3 separate regions of the Mus musculus genome follow, and regions 1 and 3 are each linked to region 2. A link is a contact called in public Hi-C and Micro-C data. All regions are on one chromosome and are shown on one strand. Each heading gives the region's core, a stretch centred on a gene start, on an enhancer-like site or on the middle of the called end of the contact. The rest is flanking DNA. Distances are from core to core; before and after follow the strand shown. Region 1 holds the start of Mrpl3 (mitochondrial ribosomal protein L3). Region 2 holds the start of Dnajc13 (DnaJ heat shock protein family (Hsp40) member C13). Region 3 holds the start of Nudt16 (nudix (nucleoside diphosphate linked moiety X)-type motif 16).

Evidence for each region. A called contact is a pair of places that touch in the nucleus more often than the background predicts.
Region 1: a Micro-C map of the G1E-ER4 cell line shows a contact between it and region 2, with 3 times the contacts expected there. The contact joins the promoter of Mrpl3 here to the promoter of Dnajc13 in region 2. A contact is called at or near these places in 3 of 39 promoter capture datasets (the 3T3-L1 cell line, hippocampal neurons and liver), 8 of 484 Hi-C or Micro-C datasets (CD4 T cells, the G1E-ER4 cell line, bone marrow-derived macrophages and 3 more) and 1 of 9 other capture datasets (adipose tissue).
Region 3: a contact with region 2 is called in a Hi-C map of CD8 T cells, with 4 times the contacts expected there. The contact joins the promoter of Nudt16 here to the promoter of Dnajc13 in region 2. A contact is called at or near these places in 4 of 39 promoter capture datasets (the C10 cell line, cranial neural crest, hippocampal neurons and 1 more), 5 of 484 Hi-C or Micro-C datasets (CD4 T cells, CD8 T cells, Sertoli cells and 2 more), 2 of 115 datasets of contacts at active chromatin or transcription factors (astrocytes and memory CD8 T cells) and 2 of 9 other capture datasets (liver and macrophages).

What each region holds. Positions count from the first base shown.
Region 1 is chr9:105,051,847-105,054,546 of GRCm38.p6, reverse strand. Mrpl3 (mitochondrial ribosomal protein L3) reads right to left here and starts at 1,279. Exons shown (of 10, transcript NM_053159.4): 1 at 1,035-1,279; 2 at 1-126. The coding sequence starts at 1,126.
Region 2 is chr9:104,261,600-104,264,299 of GRCm38.p6, reverse strand. Dnajc13 (DnaJ heat shock protein family (Hsp40) member C13) reads left to right here and starts at 1,370. Exons shown (of 56, transcript NM_001163026.1): 1 at 1,370-1,601.
Region 3 is chr9:105,130,547-105,133,246 of GRCm38.p6, reverse strand. Nudt16 (nudix (nucleoside diphosphate linked moiety X)-type motif 16) reads left to right here and starts at 1,442. Exons shown (of 3, transcript NM_029385.2): 1 at 1,442-1,604; 2 at 1,685-1,954. The coding sequence starts at 1,467.

The DNA of each region.
Region 1 (2,700 bases), core at 30-2,529, 790 kb before region 2:
AGCTGGGTTTTATTTTCATCGGAGACCAGTTGCTTAACAAAGGAGAGATTTTCTTCAGAAAGATGTTCATCCCACCAAGTACTACTCTTGCTGTGGAGATTTCTAACAAAGAACAAGATATTCTTTCTGGAAACAAAAACAATCAAGTCATTATTTCCATTTAATGTAGGGGAGGCCACAGTTAGATAATGCACTCACGGCCTCAGGGAATGGTGTGGTTTGTCCATTTTCCCTAACACTTCTTATAATAACACGGGGGCTTCTGCTTTAACCAAGAATGGTTACCCTGAAGGCTAAATTTATCTTTTCATTAACAATAAACAATCCTACCTAACTAATAAGAAACACATGAGTGACTACTAACCCACATGAATCTGTACTTGACAGTTTTCTAATGGAGTGGCATCGCCAATGTTAACAAACTACCAAATAAGCAGTTTTAAAAACAAAACTAAAAACCACAGAACACAACCCCTGTCCAGCAAATGCACTAAGAAGGAGATTAGCAGCTTGAGGCAAGGAAGGAAGGAAGTGTGTTTAATTTTTGCATACGGTGGGGGTGGATGAGAACCTAAATAAACCTCTGGGCAGTCTACTTTGGTTGGTAGTGAGGAAGTTCCAGCTTAGAATTACAAGTGATTTTCTACTCATTAGCTGAGTGACTTTGGACAACCTATTTCCCTTTAGTTTCAGTTTTATCTGAAAAACTTTCACGACAGTGGTCTGCTCACCGGACACAAGGCCTAATATAGGTTACAATACAAACACAACGTCTAGTCCAGCACTGGCTGGTTGGAAGACATTCTTGCTGCTGCTAATAGTCGCAGCTAACCCCTAATTCCTTGAACATTAAAACAAAACCCCACTACTCCTTCAAGGCTTTAGATTGAACGATGCTTTCTTAATTTTCTATGCTACCCCCTTGAACACATGGCCCCTTCCACTTCTAACCCTCTGCGGCAAAACCAAATCTCTGTTCAAGGACATAGTTGAGTGGGCGGCGCCCCCCGCCACCACCTCTTGCCCATACCCACCTTCTCTCTAAGCCGGGGTCAGCACCTAGGCCTCTGGCGCCACAGCCCAGCACCCGGGCGCCAGCCTGCGCCAGCAGCCTCCAACCCGGCATGGAAGTGGCCGGGCAGGGCTCGGCTCGCGACACCTCCCGCCGCGCCGCCGCGGAGCTTTCAGCAAGTCCCCAACCCAAACCCCAGGAGTTCGTAGTAGGCCTGGGACAGCAGTCACGCCGTTTGTCCGCCAATGCCCTCCGCGGAGGAAAAGCACAGCCGGGCCACTTCCGGTCCGTTTCTCAAAGCGGTCCGGGTAAAGACTCCATACCTGTAACTATGGTTCCGTATCCAAATGGCTCTACTTTGCCAATGGATTAGATGGTTGACTCTAGTGGTGGCAAAGAACGTTTGGGGCTTTAAACTTTAGGAGAATGTGACAAGAAAAGATAAAAATTTCTTTGTAAACTAAAGAAAGAGAAGTCACCTCCAATAATACTCACTGTGGGAAAACTCACTGTGCTAAGTAAGTCGCACTTTGGCAATTTTATATTGGTTAATCCCAAGACCAGCCCTTTAAAGAAGTTATTTCTATATTATAACTAAGGGAGCAAGTACTTAAAATTTATGTACATGCCAAAAACAGATGAACAGAGTTAACACTGAAATAGGACTGATGTATGCTAACAATAAAGTGGGGTCAAAACAAACAAAACAAACCAAAAACAACAAAACCGGACCACATGCAACTTTCGGGGCTGGAGCACAAACAGTCCCAGGCCGTTCTTCAACTCATCAAAGACCTTAAACCGGAATTGTCTAGAGAGGCAGCTCATAGAGTTGAGACCAGGTGCAATTGTTTCAGGAAAGAGTGTTACCATAAAGTTTCAGAATGATCGTGATACAGCTACAACAGTACTGTATCTTCTATGCCCCAGGTCGTCCTACCTTGTATGTGCTAGACATTCATTTCTCTACTCCAAAAACCCTATCTCAGTTACATCAGTGTTTTTGGAAAAGTAGAAACAGCAATTTGGCCTTTCAGCTTCCTCTTTAGAGAGAGAGAGAGAGAGAGAGAGAGAGAGAGAGAGAGAGAGAGAGAGAGAGAGAGAGAGCGCAAGCGAGCAAGGAAGAAAGGAAGAAAGAAAGAAAGAAAGAAAGAAAGAAAGAAAGAAAGAAAGAAAGAAAGAAAGGAAGGAAGGAAGGAAGGAAGGAAGGAAGGAAGGAAGGAAGGAAGGAAGGAAGGAAGGAAGGAAGGAAGAAAGAAAATTAAAGACCTGGGTAACCTGCTTTAGAAAGTTTAGAGAGTTATTGCTTAGACGTGAGGGCTCAAAATCGTTGCCTGTTCTTCCACTAAGTGCTGTTGTGGGTACCTTGACAGCTTCTCAGTAATATTTTGAGACTCAGAGAAAAGAATGCATCACTCTGTCCTTGCTACCTGACTTCACAGATACTTAAGATAGGCATATTCATTGAGCCTTGACATCTACTATGCATGAGAATAAGAGAAAACAAAACCTACTATCACCAATATCTAGTGTTTTGTATGTCTATAGTATACAATAGTCTGTGTTCAGTATTGTATGTGTCCATCAGTCAATGGTATCCAGGAGGTCACTAAACTTGTAGGAAGGCCAGTTTAAGTAGCTCAATGCAACAAGAAGGACTATGTGCCTGGGGCTGTCAGTGTAGAAGT
Region 2 (2,700 bases), core at 121-2,620:
AATAGGACCGCCCACACCTAGTTCTGGCAATACTCTAAGGGTCTGTAACATATACAAAGCCACGTAAGCACATGCTTTTATTACCCTGGGATAGGCCAAGGGCATCTTGTTTTGTTTTTCATTGTTGTTTTTTCCCCTTTCCACTCTACTTCAGGTCTCATCTTTCCAAGCAAGCCATTTCTGGCTGCTCACAGGCACTTTTATTTCACTGGGACAGTGTGGGAAAGCCTTCCTAAGGAAAAATCTAGTCGTCTCCAGTAACACAAATGGGTCAGTCGGCCAAAAAGTCAAGTCTGTAGAAACCATTTTACATGTTTTTCATCCCAAAACCTCCATCTATGAAACGATTCAACCACAGACGGGGTCCCTGAGAAATTCCAGTTCCAGGGTTGCTACACAATAATAATATTAGGCTCACCAGAGCATTTAAACCTAGAACTGTGTGTCCATACAAGTTTTTTTCCCCCCACAGAATCACGTTTTAGAGGGTAGTCTGCCCCTCTCACATCTTAGATGAGACACCGTCTGTTGCTCAGAGCTCTGACACAATTGTCATCTGTAACTTTGTTTCATTCTGATACTGTCACTCTCCTGAGTTCCCCTCTTCATATAGTTTCAGTGAGTTCCTATCCAGAGAGCAGTTCTTGAGTCAACTTACTTGAGCTCAAATACTAAGTCTACTACTGTGGAACTACACATCAATTTATTATCTGAAAATAGAGGATAATCCCTATCTCAGACGGCTGCAAGTTAATTGACCTTAAGTAGTTGGCCAATTAAATCCTGGCTCTGGGATCAGAGGTCCAGGAAGGCAGCAGTGTTAACTGTCCCAACACTTCACCCGCAAAGGCCTTTGACCTCTGAGGCTTCGGTCTCCATTATCTCCCTGAACACTCAAAACTTAAATCCGCGTTCAGGGTGTGTCAGTAGCGAGTAAAAGTTATGCCCACGATGCAGCTAAACCAGAGATGCGCACTGAGGCTTTCGACGGCTTCGTGGATGCGCCAGGACACTGAAGACTAGGGCTAGGTAACAGAGCTGCTCCTTTGCAGAGTTACAGTAGCCAATGCCAGCGTCTGGCTGAGAGGCGTGTCTCCAGGGATTCAGGGGGCGTGGCCTCTCGGACCGCTCCAGGGGGCGTGGCGCCTCGCCTTCTGCTTGGGCCAAGGCTCTCTTTCGCTAAGCGCACGCGTACTTCCCGAGAGGCGGAACGGCGGGCGGCGCGCACGCGGCGCTTCCCGGAAGACGGCGAATGGGCCACCGAGGGAGGGAGCACAGTGCTCCCGAGGGCGGGGCGCGAGGCGGAAGCGCCGAGGTCAGCTGACAGGGTCTCGTGACGGCCGGGGCGGCGGCCACGCACGCGCGTTAGGGTTCAGCGCTCGCAAGCCTGGTGGAAGATGGCGGCGTCCAGGGCGAGCCTCTGAGAGGCAGAGGGAGGAGCGGAGGGGTGGGGGCCGCGGCGCAGGAACCCGCGGCGACAGGCCCCGGCGGGGAAAAGGAAAGCGAGAGGGGACGGGGCCGGCGGCGCCTCCATCCTACTCAAGACGTGGAGCCGGCGGCGGGCGGAGCTCGGGCTGGAGCGCCTCCAGCCTCCTGCGAAGGTAAAGCCGCCTCCGGCTCTGGGTTTCTGCGATGCCGCTTCCCACCTTCGGGGACCCGGGGGCTCCGGGCAGGGACCCCAGAGCGGGCGGCGTTAAGCTGCTGTGTGTGGCTCGAACCTGCTGAAGCCGCGATCCTCCGTCCAGGGATCCCTGCGCTCGGACCCTCCCCTCCCCCGGCTCTGAGTGACATTTGCCCGGGGCACTGCCCGGCAGCCCCACCCCTCTCTCTGCCTGGCCGTCTTTTCTCCCATCACTATCCCTGTCCCCCACTTCTCTCGGCAACTCTCCCCGACTCAACTCCACACCTCCTTCCCCTGTGGGCTCCGCCCTCGGGATTCCCTCCTGGATGCCGGCGCCTCCGGTTTTCTTAGGTTAGCGGTCCTGCTTCCTTCCTCTGGGGTCCCGCGTAGACTCGATTTTTTTTTTTTTTTCTTTCTTTTTTCCTCGTCTCAGTTTTGTTTCGATTTGATGGGAAAGGAGGGGCAGCTGCTGTTCTCTTCCTCAAGTCCTTTATCAAACACCAAGTTTTCCCCCCAAGGCTTTTCCTTCTTGTAAAGTAGCCTGGCCTGTTCACTGTTGCCCGTGCTGGGCTGTGATTTCACCTCTGAACGCGGCTTTTGGTGTAGGTGAAGCAGCACTTTGGACGCCCAATGAAGTGGGTGTTGAGAGTACACCTGCGTGCCCCCGCCCCCCAAAAAACCCCTATTGTAAGATGCTAAATTAGCCACTCTTACCTTGAAACCGTTTCCCTAATCACTTGGTGGAAGGATGATGTAAATAAAAATCGCCCCCTAACACAGAGATGAACTCCCAAAGTAGTGATTTTTTACTTCCACGATCTGCTTTTCCCGTTTATTCTATAGTTTAGTTTTTTTTTTTGTTGTTGTTGTTTCTAGTGCCTCATTGTTTAACTTAATTTAGCTTACAGCATAAAAGCCCCTTTAATTTTCATATATAGTATAAACCAATGTTTAAGTTGCAATATCGCAAATGGTGGCTCTGGCTGTTAATACCACATTACGTTCAGGGACGGGACCGCCAGTCCTAGTTGAGAAAACACTGAGTTCACATTTGTTTGGAAACAGGAAGTACAAACAAA
Region 3 (2,700 bases), core at 193-2,692, 870 kb before region 2:
CACCAGGAATTTTTTCTTGAAATTGGCCTGGGGTGGGGCTCTGGAATTGGAAGATATGAAGGGTTTTATAAGCTTCTTTCTTCTTCTTCTTCTTCTTCTTCTTCTTCTTCTTCTTCTTCTTCTTCTTCTTCTTCTTCTTCTCTTCTTCCTCTTCCTCCTCCTCCTCCTCCTCCTTCTCCTTCTTGTTGCCAGGTGATAATGTTTGACCAGGATGATTTGCCTGTCCCTTGGATGTTATCTGAGTAATGGCATCTGTATCGCACCTAACTCACCATGATGTGACTGCCTCAGTCAATGGCATCTCTGCCCTGCGACTCAGGGGACTGAGGCAAGATGTCCACAGGCTTTTCCTGATGGTGCCCTTATTCTTAGGATGCTGGCCTCAATCTTTGACATAAGACACAGCATCGAACCTCCACCCTCGAATCCAAGAATGGCTGCATTTACCATATGTCTGGCTCTGAGGAGAATTTTACTCCCATACTACGCTGGTTCCACCTCCACTAACAGGTCCTTAACTGGGAACCTGAGAGGGTTGAGTGGCTTCTACTAAAGTCACAAGCCTGTATCTGGGTGAGTTCTGAGCTCTACAACAAACTTTCAAGTCCAGGCTGTGACCTGAAGTCAGATCTTCTTTGAGTGTCACCTCTTCCCTTCCTTAAATACATACAGGTTCTTGATATATGGACTCAACTTCAGGTGGGGCAGCCTAGCTGAGGTGAAGGATCCTGAATGCCAGGATCTCAGCATTAGGCATTGAGTGTCCCCCATCTCTTTCCTATTTTTCTTCACAATTTAAAGTTCTGAGGGTATTTTAATTTACTCCTAGTGTGGTGGTGGTGGGGTGTCCTGTCTGACTCCTCCCCACTCTTTTCTGTGCTTTATTTCCTCAGCCAGCCACCCCTCCCCAATCTTACTGTGTGACCTGTGACATTTCCATGTCATTTTCCATGTACCAGGCGCCACATCACTACCCAGAGCCCACAGCCAATGCAGTTGGTTGTTGTAACCACATCCATTGGCCACTCCCCTTCCCCAAATGTGTTAGCTCTGTCCCTGTGCCCTCTTATAATCAGTCAATCCCCACATTTCCACCACTCAAGACTTGTTACACCCACCTCTCCTTTCCCCCATCACGCTAGGCTAGGAATAAGTTCTGAAGCCAGACTACCTTCCTCCCATCCCTAGACTCTTTGTTATGAACGGACCAACCCAGAACCGTTTTCTAAAAAATACGTTGTCCTTTGCACTGGCAGAACTCCTGCGTAAATTCTAACTCAGGTTCCAAAACACCTCCGGCCTGAGCCTGACCTTACCAAGCCTTCAGCCCCACCCTAGCCTAAGGGCCAATCCAGGGTGTCTTCGGAGCTCCTGAGAGACCCATCCTGATTGGCTGATGCGGAGTCTCGCAAAGCTCCGCCCCGAGGCGCTGGCCTCTGCAAGAACCCGGAAGTGCGAGCCTCGAGATGGAGGGGCATCGGAAAGTGGAGCTCAGCGAGGCCCTGGCGCTCGGGCCGGACTGGCGCCACGCCTGCCATGCGCTGCTCTACGCGCCCGACCCCCGCAAGCTGTTCGGCCGCATCCCGATGCGCTTCGCCGTGCTGGTGAGGACGCGTCATGCACGGCCGCTCCCCCGCCCCAGGGCTCGCGAGCCCGGGCCAACCATCATACCCTCCTCCCCCAGATGCAGATGCGCTTTGACGGGCGCCTGGGCTTCCCTGGCGGCTTCGTGGACGCGCAGGACAGCTGCCTGGAGGACGGGCTGAACCGGGAACTGCGCGAGGAGCTGGGCGAAGCGATGTCTGCCTTCCGCGTTGAACGCTCTGACTACCGCAGCTCACACATCGCGGCCAGACCGCGCGTGGTGGCCCACTTCTATGCCAAGCGCCTGACTCTGGAACAGCTGCAGGCTGTGGAAGCCAGGGCACCTCAAGCCAAGGACCATGGGCTGGAGGTGGGACCAGCCTGGGATCCACTCCAGCTCCAGTCTGTCCTCCCCCAATCCCCTTACCGAGAAAAGCCACTGGGTGGAGGAGATTTTGACCCTCCGACTTTGAATTCTTTCAAGTGGCATGAACTAGTTGGGATCTTGGTCATCTCCAGGCTAGATAATACCACCTACTCGGCCACCTTTAGCGGCCCCTGCAGAGAGCTTTTTAGAACACACATCCAAAGGTCTCTCCAGCTCTATGCTAGTGCACATGATACCCTAAGCTCTTGACTTTGGGTTCATATTTCCCTTAAGCAGACAGTGAGTCTAATGCTAGGGACGCCTGTGTGTAGAGGTGACCCTGAACCTGGGAGTGAGAGCGCTATTAAAACTGATTAGTGCGCACACTTTGACAGTGTTTAGACTGAACAGTCCATTGGAATCACTTGAGTTGGGTAAGGATGTCAGAGGAATACTTGGGTATTTGCATTTTTCTTGAGCACCCAAGTGCTACCTATACAGTGGTGTGAGTTCTGAGTTTTGAAATACTGCTACAGCCAGGCATGCCTCCTGGAGGCCGTCGCCAGTAAGGGTGAGGAAAAGGATGGAGAAGGATTGGCACGGATGGAGCTTGGAACCCAGCGTGGCTCACTTGTCCACAGAGTTTGGCTCTCTAAGCTCTCCTGAGGTGTGATTATTAGGCCCGGTTCTGCTTGGCTCTTCTCTGGAGAGTTCTGTTCCAAGGTAGATAAGGTAATGTGTTGAGGTTC